2 separate regions of the Sus scrofa genome follow, and region 1 is linked to region 2. A link is a contact called in public HiChIP or PLAC-seq data. All regions are on one chromosome and are shown on one strand. The core of a region is the stretch at or near the end of the contact, and the rest is flanking DNA. Distances in the headings are between cores, read along the strand shown.

What was found. HiChIP or PLAC-seq counts read pairs in DNA pulled down with a chosen protein or histone mark.
Region 1: an H3K27ac HiChIP or PLAC-seq map of skeletal muscle shows a contact between it and region 2. The contact joins two enhancer-like sites. A contact is called at or near these places in 1 of 47 Hi-C or Micro-C datasets (embryonic fibroblasts) and 1 of 2 datasets of contacts at active chromatin or transcription factors (skeletal muscle).

What each region holds. Positions count from the first base shown.
Region 1 is chr9:124,565,766-124,569,868 of Sscrofa11.1, forward strand. The region is part of intron 4 of NMNAT2 (nicotinamide/nicotinic acid mononucleotide adenylyltransferase 2); the gene reads right to left. Among named protein-coding and RNA genes, the nearest start is that of SMG7, 130 kb to the right of the region's middle. Within about 2 kb of position 2,681, at least 9 of the 83 cell types and tissues checked have an H3K27ac peak or open chromatin away from gene starts, as enhancers often do. A contact at or near this core is called in skeletal muscle, where this site is marked.
Region 2 is chr9:124,227,778-124,231,445 of Sscrofa11.1, forward strand. No RefSeq gene overlaps it. Among named protein-coding and RNA genes, the nearest start is that of SHCBP1L, 7.8 kb to the left of the region's middle. Within about 2 kb of position 1,739, at least 1 of the 83 cell types and tissues checked has an H3K27ac peak or open chromatin away from gene starts, as enhancers often do. A contact at or near this core is called in skeletal muscle, where this site is marked.

The sequences.
Region 1 (4,103 bases), core at 1,431-3,930, 340 kb after region 2:
ATTGCAACCACCTGGGCCAGACAGCGCCTTCTCATCCAGAAAGATCTTCCTCCACCCACTCCGTCCAGCTGGGCCTGTCCCAAGCACTGTCCCCAGCTGAGAGCTCCCACATGCCACCAGAGTAAGAGTCTGCGGAGGGAGAAGCAGCAGCCGTCATGGCATCGCTGATCCACCACCTGGCTCCCCAGGGCCTCTAGAGTCGCCATCTGGGGACTACACTCTTCTTACCCAAAACACGGGGTGAAATTTTCAGGACCGCACAGTGACGTCTAAGTCCCATTTGAACACTTGAGACTACATAACATCCATTCTCACGATTTAAACACCATCTGTCTACCGACAGCTCCCAAACTTCTGTCACCTTGCAGACCTCTCCTTGAAGATCTAATCTCAGAAATCTAATTATCTGCTTGACACTTCTCCCTGGACTGTCTCTCACAAACATCTCAAACTTGTTACACACAAAACTAGATTCTCCATGTCCATCCCCAAATCCGCACCACCATCCGTTCCCTCCCCACAACAGTGACACCAGCCAGGACCAAGTTCCTGAAGCCGGAAACCAGGGAGAGGTATCCTGACCCACAGCAGGGAGGGGACACCTAACTGAGTCCAGGACGCTGACGTTCCAAGCGAGAAACTTGAGGCCCACTGACATGACCTGATTCTCCAGTTACTTTGTGGTAGGACTGGACCCAGTGTCTGAGCTTGCTGACTCCTACTAGTCAGTGTTCCTTCCTTCAAATCAAGCAGTTTCATCCTAAATTCAATTTCTTCCTCAGTGTAAGCAAAGTAATTTTATTTGCTCCCTTTCAATTAGATGCAAATATGACCAATTTATAAAGGGACTAAAATTCATAAATACTCTGGAGAGAGACACACATTTATCTGCACGAAAAAATGAAAACTGTCATGTTCTTTAAGAGACTCAGGGAAATCTTTACTACTTCAAAGTTGTGATAGTTTGAGGAAAGGACATCAGAAATTCCTAAAGAAAATGGCTAAATAGGCCCAAGGTGTTACATCTGGGCTGGAACTACTTTAAATAAAATTTTCTTTCACCTCAGATTGTTTCCCCAGTGGAGCAAATAGATGTCTGTTGTTACCACTTTTTAATGCAATTTCAATGTGTTTTGGGTATTAGAAGAGCCGTCACCTTTTCTCCCCTCATATCAAATAACAGTTAAATCATGTGTTATGACCATTGGCCCTAGGTGGACAGTCTGCTTTATTTCATTATTTGCCCAACACATAGTACAGTTCTTTATATGCAGCAGTTGCTCAGAAAAGAAGTGAATAGCAATTTCTTGAGCATCTACTATATCCAGGGTACCCAGCCTGGGAGCTGAAGGTCGGAGGTGCACCAAAGGGACATGTCCCTGCCTCAAAGAGCCTACAACCTGGAGGAGGGAGACAGGCAAGACAGGTATTTATTTTGAAGTACACACACAGACACACACAGACACACAGACACACACACACACACACACACACACAGGCACACTGAGAAAAAAGACGTGAACAGAATGCAGTAATCAGGCACACAGGAAACAGGTGAGAAAAGCTACTTAGACATGGCTGTCGGAGAAGATGTGTTGGAAAAAGTAATTTTCCTTCGAGGCATACATGAGGAGGAAATCAGAGACTTAGAGGCTTAGCATGCCAAGTGGAGGCATGGCAGTGCAGTGCAAAAACTCTAGGACACGATAAAGTTCAGTGTTTTCTAGACCTTGAAAGGTTCAGTATCACTAGAATGGTTCGGCAGGCAACATATTACCTTGAGGCATATACTAAGGGAAATATGAAGTCACTGATGCAATTTTTAAGAAAGGGAGGGACATGATCTCACTTACGTTTTCAGAAAAGCACTCTGGGCTATGAGGAGAAAGGACTGAGAAGCTACAAGACCAATACCGCAATGGATGAGGTGGGAGTGGATGAGGGAGACAGATGGAAAGGGAAAGACGGGCTCCAGATACACGTCGGAGGAAGAGTTACCAGGTTAGCTGAAGGTTTGGCTTCAGGCTTAGGCAAGGGCTGGGACAGCAGGTGGATGGAAAAGGACTGGGGAAGGACCAAGAGGAGAAAGACAGAATTAGTGTGCAATCATGCTGCACACGGGTAAAAGCAGTGGGATGACTGTCACCGTTTACCATTTCCTAGCAGTGTTCATAACTCTTTTCTTTCCATAATAGGAAAACAGAGACCGAAATTGGCGAGAGAAGCTCAGTTCACATGCAAATTATGGAGATGTATTGGCACAAGGATTACCAATTCAGCCAACCTAATAAACCATATTTCTAGGCAATCCTTCATGTTGGGTGACAGTTTATGTCTATCAGTGGCTCCTACAGCTTTCCAACAGGTTTCCAACAGCTCTTCCCATGTGAAAATGTGTACATGGCACAGAGACTAGTCTTTCTCAGAGTCATTAGGGTGAGTGGCTGAGGAAGAGAACAGATGTTTATTCGGCAGCAGAGAACTCTCTGTACCTAAAAACCAGGTGATTTCTTGGTGCACAAGGACATTTGTGAGTCATGAGGGCAGATCTCTTGAGAGTGGTGACTGAAGAATGGGGAATAAAAATAGCTCTTTTGGCCGCTGTTTTTCTTCTTTGGCCCAGGGAGGCTCCCTGCTCCTCCCTGCCGTCTGCTCCCTGGCTCTCCTGAGTTTCAGAGGAGCTGGCACCGAGCATTACCCTTTCTCACTTGACATCCTCTCCAACACAGCGAGCAGCTTTACTGCCAAATCTCTAGGCCGGTGGCTTATCAGATGTCAGCTGCCCCCACAGCTCCCAGAGTGGGCAGAGAGGTTGCTTGCAGCCAGGGCTCAGGGCCAGAAAGGAGGGCTCAGGGCCAGAAAGGTGAGAGGAAGGTGTCATGTGAGGGGTTCATCACCTGGTCCCAGAACCGAAGACCACAGAGCTCTGCAGCTGGACTCTAGCCATGGCAGGCTGAGCTGGCAGATCCCGGATAAAAGGTGAGGGGCCGGACACCACGGGCTGGGACCCTGGCTTCCTGGTTTCCTCCCCATCTACTGCACCACCCCTTCTTACCTCCAGAGACAGCGGAGGGGCTGGGCTTTCTTTGGACATAATCCAAGGCTAAGATTTTAGGTGTTGCTCTGAAGGTTAATGAGCCTTTCTGGATTCACCATCTCTGCTTCACCATTTCTGCCTCCTTGCCACTGCCCCAATGTTCTTGGGCAGTGGCTCTCTGTCCCTAGCCCTTTCTGAGAAAGATGGAGATGAGTGCGAAGCCCTGGAAGTCCCATGGAGAGCCAGCATGGCCACTGCTGGTCTGAGCACAGGTCTGCTTTCCGAGCTAGCAACCCTCCCAGACCTGGTCTAGGTGACTTGTCCCTGGGGGCCGTGCCTACTGGCCTTCCCAACCCCAATACTTAGTGCCGCTGGAATGCTCTTCTGCAGCAGGAAAAGTCTGCCTCCTGCGGGAGACTTTATGGAAAATCTGCTCAATTTACACTGTCTCCCTCTGCTGACCCACAGTGACAGGAAGTTGGCTGCCATCTAATAAAATGTGACCCTACTCTCCAAATCCATTTGCAATTGACTTGGCTAGACGGGCCAATAGGAATCTTTCCCCTGATATTAGCTTTAGAGGAGAGACAGAAAAACACTGGATAAGGAGATTTGGTCCTTCTCTGATGCCATGGTTGGCCATTCTGTGACGCTTGAGATGTAGAGGTGGCAAGTCAGCAGAAAGAAGGAGCAATGAATCAGACACGAAAGGAGGTAAAGATGAGAGATAAAAATACTTAAGGGTCCCCCACAGCATTCCGGATTTGGGTCTCCAGCCTCCCTGAGAACCATTCCTGCCCACAGGGCTTCATGATTACTCAGAAAGTCCCTTTTTCCTAAAATCTTTTCTCTCCCCACCACCAACATAGACGAAAGCAACAATAATGCTATTATATTTAATTCTAACGTGTACCATCAATTTGAATAATGTTTGTTGGTGTGTCTTTATGTGTATGTGTTGGGGAAGAAACCCTACATTAAAATAAATATTGTTGCTTGTATGCCTTATTCTAATTGCAAAAGTGTTCAGCATGAAAAGCATGCAGCTTAACGTTGAGAAAACAGG
Region 2 (3,668 bases), core at 489-2,988:
GCCTGACTCCTGCCCCAGGGTTCTTTAGGTTACACTGTTTTGCCTTTCCCTGGTGAAACTTCTGAAAATGCTCCATCTTAATATGATTTCACAGTTAAACTTTTTTTGAGAGATTGGTACTTATGTGGCCTTTAAAAAATTTTGCAAGAATATATAACGTCAGTCATTCAATCAACTAGTATTTATTAAATAGCTAGCCATTACTAATTAGATGCTGGAGCTCACATCCTGACTCATTGGTTAACAAACGACTGGTATCCATGAGAATGCAGGTTCAGTCCCTGGCCTTCCTCAGTGGGTTGGGGATCCAGCATTGCCATGAGCAGTGGTGTAGGTTGCAGACATGGCTCGGATCCCATGTTGCTGTGGCTGTGGTGTAGGCTGGCAGCTACAGCTCAGATTCGGCCCCTAGTCTGGGAACCTTCATGTGCCGTGGGGGGCAGCGCAAAAAAAAAAGACACACACACACAAAAAAAACCACCTAATTAGATGCTGACTGCTGTATTCCCAGGTACTCTGCTAAGTCCTGGAAATATAATGTTGACTCAGATAAACAGAGTTGCCTTCAAGAATTATGAGAAAATGTTTACCATATAACCATATATTAAATAAAAACAAAATACGAAGCTGTATATACTAGAAGAAAATGCCAGAGAATGTTAATAATATTATTTAGGAGTTTTAGGGGATTTTATGTGGTTCTTTACGTATTTCCATGTTTTCTTTTTCGTAAAAGTTTTCAATTTGTGTGGTATTTGTATCACAATTAGAAAAACAGATTTTAAAGAATCAAATAATAGCTTCTTGATTAAGTTTGAAGCATACTGAATTATATGAAAAGGGAAGAAGGCCATTAGACTAAAGGAAATACAGTGTTTCCTGGAGGAGAAAAACACGTGGGCAAGCTCTTCTATTCTAAACATAAATCTATGGATCCCTCAGAGAAAAGGCTTCTCAGAGGGCACAGAATGTAGGTGGGAAACATCTCTCGTTGCATTGCTAGGGACCATCAAGCAGCCAACTTCAGAGGAAAGAGCACTGGAAGCCATTTCAGGCTAGTATTTGAGCCCTCAGGCTCTGGAGGAAGAGAGCTCCGATTAACCCCTTTGTAGCTAGGCAACTTTGAGAAATGTACTTGCTTTTCTGAACTTTGGTTTTCTCTCTGTAAATGGGAACATGATAGAAATCGTATCACTGGGTGGTTATAAGAATTAATTGAGATAATGTCTGTTAAAAAAGCTCAAAACCGTGGTTGGCGCATAGATGCACTTAGATTGTTACCTGCTGCTGACCTCAGCAGCAGTAGCTTATTCTCACTTCCCTGACCATCCCCCTGACTCCACCCCCCACCCTACAGGCCACACACGTATGTGGACCCACATACTGGAAGACAGAGGCTATGCTATGGAGAACGTGTCAGTGCAATTTTAGGCCAGCATACAAATTGACTCCTTTGCTTAACAATCAGACTAGAAATAGAACTACCGTGCGTAATAAAATACAGTAATAGAGAATGATACATTTGAAAATTTTTTTCATGTTATTGTTTAGGCTCTGTCCATGTTCATAGAAATAAGTCTTGATATTTTAAAATATCCATTGCTTCATTTTCCACATCTCTTAAAATAATCAATCATGATAGGACTCTGAAGAAAATTGGCCATGTGATAATGTAGGAAGGCTTAGCTCTAAGTGCCAGGTCTTCCAAATAAGCAAAGGCTTGGGTGCTTCCCTGATGAGTGACCAACACAGCTGTTCAACTTGAAGAGACCACATGCTCTTGGACAGTGAGAGTGTCCACAGCCCTCATATTACCCCTTATTCATTGTCCAGCATCAAAAGTTTGGTGCTTTAGCACTTTGATGCTTTGAAGAACCATTTGTCAAATACGCAAATACCATTTTTGTAATAATGCAGCACCTGCTGGATTTCGAAGGAAAGTAAAACAGTTCAGTAAACCTACAATGAAATCATAAGATCATTTCCTGCTGAGATGTTTCTTATAGCCAGGAAGAGAGTCAGCCTGGGTACACAGCCAGCACCAATGAGGACAGAGAAAGAAAAAGCCAAAGCCCTGATCCAACTCTGCTTGAAGCTTGGAACCCACTCTGGGCTCTTCTGCTATATGGGCCAATAAATCCTTCTGCTGTAGGGAGTTCCCGTCTTGGCGCAGTGGTTAACGAATCCGACTAGGAACCATGAGGTTGCGGGTTCGGTCCCTGCCCTTGCTCAGTGGGTTAACTATCCGGCGTTGCCGTGAGCTGTGGTGTAGGTTGCAGACGCGGCTCGGGTCCCGCGTTGCTGTGGCTTTGGCGTAGGCTGGTGGCTACAGCTCCGATTCAACCCCTGGCCTGAGAACCTCCATATGCCACGGGAGCGGCCCAAGAAATAGCAACAACAACAACAAAGACAAAAGACAAAAAAAAAAAAAAATCCTTCTACTTTAAAAAACCAATAATGGATAATTTACATCGTGTATATTCATAAAGCCAACAGGTTTTTGGTAAAACAGGTAAGTTTCCTATTCTGGTTTTGAGCCATAGAACCAAATTATTTTTTCTTCTAGTTGTATTGAGATAAAAATGATATATATGAGTTCCTGTTGTGGTTCATTGGGTTAAGAACCCAGCATAGTGTATGTGAGAATGTGGATTCCATCCCTGGCCTGGCTCAGCATGTTAAGGACCCAGTGTTGCTGCAAGCTGTGGCATAGGTCACAGATACGGCTTGGATCCTGTGGCATAGGCCTCAGCTGCAGATCTCATTCAACCCCTAGCCTGGGAACTTCCATATGCCCCAGTTGGGGCTGTAAAAAGAAAAAAATGAGGAGTTCCTGTTGTGGCTCAGTAGTTAACGAATCCGACTAGGAACCATGATGTTGCAGGTTCGATCCCTGGCCTTGCTCAGTGGGTGAAGGATCCAGCGTTACCGTGAGCTGTGGTGTAGGTTGCAGACATGGCTCGGATCCTGCATTGGCTGTGGCTCTGGCATAGGCCGGTGGCTACAGCTTCAATTAGACCCCTAGTTGGGAACCTCCATATGCTGTGGGTACAGCCCTAGAAAAGACAAAAAGACAAAAAAAAAAACAAACAAACAAAAAAAAACTTGACATATAGTACTGTATAAGTTTAAGATGTACAGCAGAATGATTTAACTTACATGTCATGAAAGGATTATCACAAGCTTAGTTAACATCCATCACCTCATATAGATACAAAAGTAAAGAAATAGAAAAAGAAAAATATTTTCCCTTGTGATGAGAACTCTTAGGATTTTCTCTTAATAACTTTCCTATATAACAGGGAGCAGTGTTAATATTTTTCATGTTGTAGTGCTTATAACTGGAAGTTTGTACCTTTTGAATGCCTTCATCCAGTCATTCTTCCTCTGCTTCTGGTAACCACAAATCTGATATCTTTTTCTATGTTCATTTGCTTGTTTGTTTTTGAAGTATATTTGACCTACAACACTGTGTTAGTTCTTGTTTCACAACATAGTCGTTTGGTATTTCTATACATTTCAAAATGATCACCGTGATAAATCTAGTTACGTTATGTCGCTGTACAAAGATATTACATACTTTTTGACTGTATTACCCATACTGTGCATTTCATACCTGTGACTCATTTATTTTGCTGCTGGAAGTTTGTACCTCTTAATCTCCCTCA